Linked DNA regions of Sminthopsis crassicaudata: region 2 is linked to region 1. A link is a contact called in public Hi-C data. All regions are on one chromosome and are shown on one strand. Each heading gives the region's core, a stretch centred on a gene start, on an enhancer-like site or on the middle of the called end of the contact. The rest is flanking DNA. Distances are from core to core; before and after follow the strand shown. Region 1 holds the start of FICD (FIC domain protein adenylyltransferase). Region 2 holds the start of OASL (2'-5'-oligoadenylate synthetase like).

Region 1 (4,414 bases), core at 1,879-4,378:
AACTGATTTTCTTTAAAAAAAAAAAAATCCAAACTAAAACGAACATTCTTAGGTCAAGAACATTTAGCTCTCTAAGTCTTCTTTGTGAGAAGACTCGTTTCCCAGTAGGAACGCTCAAGGCTTCTGTGTGATTCCTGCAAAATAATCCCTGCTATACTTTTTAAGCCAAACGAGATTTACGTTTTCACAGGAATAGTTTGTTTGCATCCAGAATGGTTGGGATTTGCTTCTGGCAAACCCACGGCATGGTCAGTGGTTGCAATTAGCAGCATGTCTAAGGTGGTCTCGGTACACTTGGCAATGAAACGGATGAAGGGTCTCACGTCCCCTTCGTTGGCAACTTCCAACACGTGGTAATACTCGGACCTCTGCTCCTTGCGGATTGTAATGGGAGGGTAGCCCGCCTGCATCAAAATGAGGTTCATCAGCAGGCGCGAGGTCCTGCCGTTGCCATCGATGAAGGGGTGGATGTAGACCAGTTTGTAATGGGCCAGTGCGGCAAATTCCACCGGGTGCAGATTCATGGCGTCCTCCGAGTTCAGCCACTGTATGAACTCTTCCATCTGCTTTTCCACGTCTTGAGGATGGGGAGGAATATGATGTCCCACAAACACCTGTGTAGTCCTAAATCTCCCGGCCTCCACGGGATCCACGTAACCCAGCACCCGCCGGTGGATCTCCAGCATGTCGCTGATGGTGACGGACCCGATCCTGGAGACCAGAGTGGTGTTGATGTATTTCATGGCCGCGTGCATGCCGATGACCTCGTTCTGCTCCTCCAGGCTCTTCCCGGGCACGGCGTACCGGGTCTCGATGATGTGCCGGATCTCGGAGAGGGTCAGCGTGTTGCCTTCGATGGCCACGGTGTGGTAAATGTGGTGGTAGTAAGACTCCTCCATGACGCGCCGCAGCGCCGAGCTCCCCTTGGGGATGGACATCACCTTCTTCACTTTGCTGTCGATGATGCTGAAGTAGCGCTGGTCGATCTCCTCCACCAGGGGCAACGTCCGGTCCCTGTTGATGAGCGCTTTCTCGTTGTAGGGAGAGATGGTTAGTGCTTTGGTATATAAGTAATCGGCCTGCAGAATGTCTTTCTCCTCTTCAGAAAAGATGCCCAGCTCGTTGAGCGCGTCCACGTAATTGGGGTCCATCTTGAGGGCGTGCAGGAAGAGTCGGTGGGCCTTCTCGCGCTTCCCCTGCCGCTTCATCTCCAGGGCCTGGTTCAAGGCGGCTCGGGCTTCTAGCTTAACGTCTGGAAGACACCAAAAGTCAGGTGGTCAAGGACGGACACGGACACGCTTTATGTGGAAAATGGGAGGACGGCGGGAGAATCTCTGAGGCCACTTTGTCTAAACTATACCCAATGGCCCTCTGGTCCCCCCGGAAGATCTCAGTCTATTTTGTTCCAGCTCTCACCACGTCGTGCCCGAGTGCGCCCCTCTGGGGCCTGGCAGAAGGACCAGAGCTCCCCCAAGCCTGCCGCCCTCTGCCCTCCTCAAAGCCCCCTCTCTGTGAGCAAGCACTGCTAGCGATCTCCGTGTCCCACGGGCACAGCACGCGCGGCGCTGGCTAAGGGGGTCTGCACAATCAGGGCGGCCGCGGCTCCCTCCTCTCTCCCTCCGCTTCCCAAACAGCCGTTGGGCTGCCGTGTTCTCTTGGACTGCACTGAGACCCCCGGATCCTCTTCTAGGACACGCCGTCTCTCACCTGCAGACGCTTTAGGCTTGACCACCAGCAGACTGATCCCTCCTGTGGTGACGGTGAGCCCTGTGCTGGGAGACTTCTGTCCTCCTCCCAGCTTGCTCCTCAGCAAGGAGAGTCCTTTCTGCAGTGTGGAGCCCTGCTCCTCCACGGCCCCCAGGGGGAGCAAGAGCACCAACAGGGATCCCAGCAGCAGGCCCAGCAGGGCCGCCACCCAGAACCAGCGTCCCCACAGCGACACCCATTTCGGCTCCGCCACCGCCACCACCGTGGCCATCGACATGAAGGTCATCTGGTCTCAGGAGCGCATCCCGCAAGCATGGCCGCCGTCGGCGAGGGAGAGCAGCATCTGCAAGGAGGCGGCCAGGCTGGTCAGAACCGCCGCGGCGCGGGCCCAAGCGACCGGGCTGAGGTGAAAAATAGGACCCGGTGAAGGGGACGCTGGTCCCCTCCCCCTCTCCTAAGGGCCGCTCTGGGGAGCCTCCCAGTGACTGAGGGAGGGAAAGGGGCGGGGCAGGGGAGGCTGACCCTCCCCCTTTTGGGCTGCTCCTGGGCCCCCGGGTGGGAGCACTGGGTGGGAGCACTAGCTGCACTCAGACCTGAGTTCAAACGCAGCCTGGGACATTTTCTGGCTCTGTGGGCGCCTCGCTTCAGCCCTGCCTGCCTCAGCTTCCTTATCTATAAACTAGGGCTATCACAGCACCAAACCCCCAGGAGTGTCCTGAGGAGCAAATGAAAACACAGCCGTGAAGCGCTTGGCACAGGCCAGCCCGCAGTGGCCCTGTCCCTCCCCTCCCCCTTCCCCTCCCAGGACGTGCCAGGGCAGCGGCTGAGAGCCTGGGACCGAAACGGCGGGAAAAGGACCGGGCAGAGGTGGGCTCTGCACCCAGTGTCTGGCACCGTCCCCCGCGGGAGGTCCCGGAGTCTCAGGCCGGGCCCTGGGGCCCCGAATGTCTCCGGAGGCGCCCGGAGCCTTGAATGTGGCAGCAGGCGGCCCCAGGAGCTAAGACGGCCACTGCCAGGGGGAAGCCTGGGAAACATTAAACGTCACATCCGGGGGCTCCCGGAGCCCCGAACATTACATTCAGGAGGCCCCTGGAGCACTGGATGTCACAGCCCAAACTCCTAAGGACGCGGTCGCTTCCCAGGGAGGGCCCGAACGTGGGACGTCACATCCAGGGGGCCGGAGATCGAATGTCACGGCCAAGGGGGCCCCGGACCCTGAATGTCCCATTCAGGGATCGCCGGAGCACTGTTCTCCGCTCCCCATCCCCTGGCCCGACTCTCCGTTCCCGGCCTCGGCTCCGGCTCCTCCCTGGCCTCCATCTCCCCTCACCTGCGGCGCCCGTCCACGCTCCGGCTCCGCTTCTAGGGTGTTGCTCGCAGGTGCCTCTGCCTCTACCGGTTTGGGTCCCGCAGTCCAGTTCTGATCCCGCCCCACATCCTCGATCCCCGCTCCTGGTTGGCCACTTCCACCTGTCGATCGCTTCCATTTCCGGTTTCACTCTACAGACCCGGCTTTCCCGGGAAAAACTCCGTGTGGCGCTGCTATTGGCTGTTTTCTTAGTCCGTCTTCCGTCAGCGGCAGCCAATAGTCACCGCGGAGGTGGGTGCTCCACTGGGGCCCTAGGACTGTCCTAGGAAAAGGCGGGGCCTAGATGGGGCCGTGGCTTACTCACCCTCCTATTGGTCAAAGAGGGGGCTGGAAGCATCAGGGGCGGGGCCAAAGCCACAGTTTTCTCGTCTCGGTGCTTAGGCGGAAAAGGTGCTTTGCTCCGACTTCTAGAAGTGCAATAAATTTCCTCGCCCCTCACCTAATACCCCTTCTCCGGGTTGCAGAGCCGACACCCCACCCCACCTACCCACCAATCCGGCACTCAATAAACTGGAATCTATTAAACGCCTACTGTGTGCCCCGCCCTGCCCGAGATCCGGGGAGTTGTGGGAGAGAAGAAGGGAAGGAGGGACCAGCAGGAAGGGAGAGTGGAGGGAGAGCGCGTCCGCGCGCGTGTATTATACGCCTACTGCGTGTCGCGTGTCGCTAAGGTTTTCCCCAAGAGAATGTGGTCTATCTGTCCTATCATCTGTCATCTCTGTCTATCCCGTCATACATCTAGTCTCTATTATCTCGTCTATCTACTGTCTATTTTTGTGTCTTATCAATGCACTCATCCATGTTTCTAATCTATCCATTCTCTGTGTCTACCTACTTATCTATCCTGTCTGTCTTTCCCTTCCTTTCCTTTCCTTTCCTTTTTTCCTTTTCCTTCCCTACCCCTTTCTCTTCCTTCCTTCCTTCCTTCCTTCCTTCCTTCCTTCCTTCCTTCCTTCCTTCCTTCCTTCCTTCCTTCCTTCCTTCCTTCCTTCCTTCCTTCCTTCCTTCCTTCCTTTCTTTTTTCTTTCTATCTTCTCTTCCTTCTCTCTTTGTTCATGATCTCACCCCATCCCAACTATTTTCTTCTGGGCAGTGTCTCTATCTTTATCCCAGTGAGTCTTTCCCCATTCACCCAAGGCATTCTTCAATCCTCTGTTGAGCATAGATTAAGGAGGATCACAATTAGAGAAGATCCCAAAGGCTATGGGAGTCAGAAGAACTGAATTCACATTTAGACTCATACTTATCTGCTGGAACTCTTATCTTCCCAGAAATCAGCAGGAGTCAGGATCATTAAATGTCTTTATTCTAGATCTTTACCGTTGCCTCCAACGCCAG
Region 2 (4,755 bases), core at 902-3,401, 640 kb after region 1:
CTGTCCAAATCCTCCATCTCATCCCAAGATGAGTTAGTCTCCTGCAGATTTTGTCAGTGAAATAATGCTGTAAAAATTCAGGCTGATGACACTGGGGTGGAGGGAAGTTGAATCTAGAGGTGCTGATCACATCACCACATAATGGGAGAGAGATGCTGTAAAAATATTCTATAGCCCCCTTTTAGGGAAGTCCACTTGGACACCAAATACCAGCTGAAAAGATATCTCTTCCAAAAAGTCTTCCACTGGAAGATGAATGGATGTCCATCAATTGGAGAATGGTTGGGTAAACTATGGTATATGAATGTTATGGAATATTATTGTTCTATAAGAAATGACCAACAGGAGAAATACAGAGAGGCTTGGAGAGACTTACATCAACTGATGCTGAGTGAAACGAGCAGAACCAGAAGATCATTATACACTTCAACAATGATACTGTACAAGGATGTATGCTGATGGAATTGGATTTCTTCAACATAGAGAAGAGCTAATCCAATTCCAATTGATTAATGATGGACAGAACCAGCTACATCCAGAAAAGGAACACTGGGAAATGAATGTAAACTGTTATTTTTACCTTCTGAATCCAATTCTTCCTGTGCAACAAAAAAATTCGGTTCTACACACATATATTGTATCTAAATTATACTGTAATATATTTAACATATATAAGACTGCCTGCCATCTGGGGGAGGGGGTTGGGGGAGGAAGGGAAAAATCTGAATAGAAGTAAGTGCAAGAGATAATGTTGTAAAAAAATTACCCATGCATATGTACTGTCAAAAAATGTTATAATTATAAAATAAAATAAAAAATTAAAAAAAAAAAAAGTCTTCCAAAATCCTTCTGGTCAATACCTGCCTTCTTCCTCAGATCCCACTCAGATCTCTTTTGCACTTAAAATATATATACATTAGGGGCAGCTAGGTGGTGTATTGGATAGAGCACCAGCCCTGAAGTTAGGAGGACCTGAGTTCAAATCTCAAAACTTAATATTTTAACAAATATTTAATATTTAGCAAATATTAATATGTGTGATCCTAGGCAAGTCACTTAATCCCTATTGCCTCAGCAAAAAAAAAAAAAAAAAAAAAAAAACATACAAATACACACACACACACACACACACACACACACACACATATATATATATATATATATATTATGGTTATCCATCCCCTCTTTCTGCTGAACTGAAATGCCTAACTTGACTAAAATTTTGCATCAATGTCAAATTGTCAATACAAAGCTCTGTCCTGAGTAGGCTCTTGACAATTTTTTTGCTGAAATTGAGTGATTTAAAGGGAGGCCAAGGAAAGATGTGCTTGTCCTGAAATTAAGTCAGGATTCCAGCATTGAGCTCTGAAGCACTCTGAGCAAAGTGTCCTAGAAGGAGCAGTGAAGTCTGAAGTGGCTGGGACTGTCACTTAGGGGATAGCTGCAGACTCAGGAAAAGATGCAGAGACCCTACTCTTGTTTAAGATTCCTCAAAGAAGAAGGGCATGAGAAAGTGTGGGGTTTGATCCCATGCTCATTAAAGCAGGACAGGAGAAAGGAAAGGGAAAGAGAGAAAGGAAGGAAGGGAAGAGAGAGAGGGAAGGAAAGAGAAAGTAAAGGGAAGAAAAGGGGAAAGGAAGGAGGTAGAGAGGAGAAATAAAAGAGGAGAGGAGATATGAGAGAAGCAGACACACCCAGGGTAGTGAAGCTTGATTCTGCAGGTGCACAGTAAGAGAGGGAAGGAGAAGCAAAAGGGAAAGGTAGAGGAGAGGGAGTCCCCATGGGGATAGTGACTGGTCAAACAGTGACCCCTAGTGTTCTACAATAGGAAGAATCAGGAAAGTTTCAGTTTCTTCAAAAGGGAGAGAAATGAAACTTACTGGGATGGGAATACAAAAAGAGCTTAGCATTAGTTTCATTTCTTTCTCTTTTTTCCAACCAGATTGTTAAGGTGGCGCAGAAATAGAGAGGTCCCCTGTGGTCCCCTGGAACCCCTTGGGCTCCCTTTGATTCAGAACAGGAAAGTGACAGCTGGGTAAAGCCAGCTGAACTTTCCCCATCATCCTGTCCAGTGTATCCTGACAGTGTCCTCCCCCTGGATGAAGATGGGCTCCCTTAAGGACGTGGGCTGGCCACTGGGCAGGATCCCGCCCCACTCCTGGAGTATTTCTAAAATTTCTCTCCAAATCAATATTTTAGTGATAGTTATTTCCTCAATTCTTCCCTAGCTCTGAGTCATTGAATGGGTGTTGCCACAAACAAACGGAGTCTTGACGAAACTTCAATGATTCTGGAGGAGATATTAAGACGGACAACATCATCCTTGTGATGTCATTGATCCTCCTGGAGAAGGAAAGATCACCACCAACAACAACAGGTAGCCACTGGTCCAGATGGCGTCCTATTCTGATTTGTACCAGACCCCAGCCAAAAGGCTGGATGCCTTTGTGGCTCACAACCTCCTACCAGATGTGGAGTGGAAGAAGGAGATCAAGGATGTCTTTAGGAGGGTCGAGAACTTCCTGAGGGAACAGTGCTTCCATACACCGATTTTCCTGGATCGGGAGGTTAGGGTGAAGAAGGTGGTCAAGGTGAGAACAAGGAGGTTCTGGGAGTGGCCATGCACCTTGTCTCCATCCAGTGTGGAGGAAGTCAGAGAATGGATAGCCAGCTGGACTGCCTGAGGACCCTGGGAAGCAGAAATGCCCAGGAGATAGAGACAGCTCAGAGCTGCCCTTGGGGAGAGGGAAGGGAGGAGGGGAGGGCTCCTGGAGCAAAAGCTATTCTAAGTTATGGGATAAAGATTCCAATGCTGTGTCTCTCCTGGGGTGACTCTGGGCAAGAGATCTCACCTTCCCTCCTCACCTTCTCCCTTTGTAAGATATCTTACCTCCCTGTTCTCACTTTCTCCCACTGTAAGAGATCTCACCTCCCTGTTCTCACCTTCTCCCAATGTAAGAGATCTCACCTCCCTATTCTCACTTTCTCCCATTGTAAGACATCTCACCTCCCTATTCTCACTTTCTCCCATTGTAAGAGATCTCACCTCCCTATCTATTCTCACTTTCTCCCATTGTAAGAGATCTCACCTCCCTATCTATTCTCACCTTCTCCCATTGTAAGAGATCTCACCTCCCTATTCTCACCTTCTCCCATTGTAAGAGATCTCACCTCCCTATTCTCACCTTCTCCCATTGTAAGAGATCTCACCTCCCTATTCTCACTTTCTCTCATTGTAAGAGATCTCATCTCCCTATTCTCACTTTCTCTCATTGTAAGAGATCTCACTTCCCTATTCTCACTTTCTCCCATTGTAAGACATCTCACCTCCCTGATCTCACTTTCTCTCATTGTAAGACATCTCACCTCCCTGATCTCACTTTCTCTCATTGTAAGAGATCTCACCTCCCTGATCTCACTCTCTCCCATTGTAAGACATCTCACCTCCCTATTCTCACTTTCTCCCATTGTAAGAGATCTCACCTCCCTATCTATTCTCACTTTCTCCCATTGTAAGAGATCTCACCTCCCTATTCTCACCTTCTCCCATTGTAAGAGATCTCACCTCCCTATTCTCACCTTCTCCCATTGTAAGAGATCTCACCTCCCTATCTATTCTCACCTTCTCCCATTGTAAGAGATCTCACCTCCCTATTCTCACCTTCTCCCATTGTAAGAGATCTCACCTCCCTATTCTCACTTTCTCTCATTGTAAGACATCTCATCTCCCTATTCTCACTTTCTCTCATTGTAAGAGATCTCACTTCCCTATTCTCACTTTCTCCCATTGTAAGACATCTCACCTCCCTATCTATTCTCACTTTCTCTCATTGTAAGACATCTCACCTCCCTGATCTCACTTTCTCTCATTGTAAGAGATCTCACCTCCCTGATCTCACTCTCTCCCATTGTAAGATGAGAGGATTGCACTGTTTAGTGGATGAGGTCCTTTGCAGATCAAGATCTAATATCCTATCATAAAAAGAGAAAATGATCTAGAGTTCCCAGATCTCCAAATAAAATATCTGTAAACTGCCTGGCACATAGTGGGTACTTAATAAATGCTAGTTCTCTCCCTTCTTCCATTTTCTCTAATGGGATATATCCAAGTCACTAGTTTTCACTGATGTCCCTATGACTATCCTGAGCCCCTCCCTGACTTTTCAGCTATATGATGGAGTCTTTCATTCCTGGGGGGACAACAGAGGGGAGAAGTTTGTACAAGTTTCCTCTGGAAGCATTTATAGGCAAAACACAGAAAGCTGAAAAGAAGCTAGGTGGCCCAGTGGATAAAGTACTGAGCCTCGCACCAGAAAAACCTGAGTTCAAATCCAGCCTTAGACAATGTTACCACCTGTGTGATGCTGGGCAAGTCTACCTGTATGTTTCCTTAACTTTAAAATGGGGATAACCACAGCATCTACTTCCCAAAGTTTTTGTGAGGATGACAGGAGGTCAGATTTGTCAGGTGCTTAGCACAGTGCCAGGCCAAGTCCTCAGCCTCCCTCTCCTACAGAACCAGCAGAGTTTGATGGCAAGACATATCAAGATGACCTGTGGTGGCCCTGATGCAGTGGGTGACTATGGCCTTTCTAAATTAAGATCTTCCTCAGGCCCTCAGTTTATCTCAGAGCTAGAAAAAATGGAGACCCAAAAAATGGCCAAATTTGTCCTCAATGTACCTGGTATGTAGAAGCAAAAAAAAGGTACAGCTGGGAGGGCTGGCTATGATAATAGGAGGAGAGCCCCAGGCTG

Evidence for each region. Hi-C and Micro-C count contacts between places; a contact is called where the count stands out from the background.
Region 2: a Hi-C map of fibroblasts shows a contact between it and region 1, with 16 times the contacts expected there. The contact joins the promoter of OASL here to the promoter of FICD in region 1. A contact is called at or near these places in 2 of 2 Hi-C or Micro-C datasets (fibroblasts and hippocampus).

What each region holds. Positions count from the first base shown.
Region 1 is chr1:19,573,513-19,577,926 of ASM4859323v1, forward strand. It overlaps FICD (FIC domain protein adenylyltransferase), which reads right to left and starts at 3,129. Exons shown (of 3, transcript XM_074295912.1): 1 at 3,038-3,129; 2 at 1,708-2,050; 3 at 1-1,252. The coding sequence starts at 1,993. The coding sequence ends at 177.
Region 2 is chr1:20,218,076-20,222,830 of ASM4859323v1, forward strand. It overlaps OASL (2'-5'-oligoadenylate synthetase like), which reads left to right and starts at 2,152. Exons shown (of 6, transcript XM_074295971.1): 1 at 2,152-2,591. The coding sequence starts at 2,394.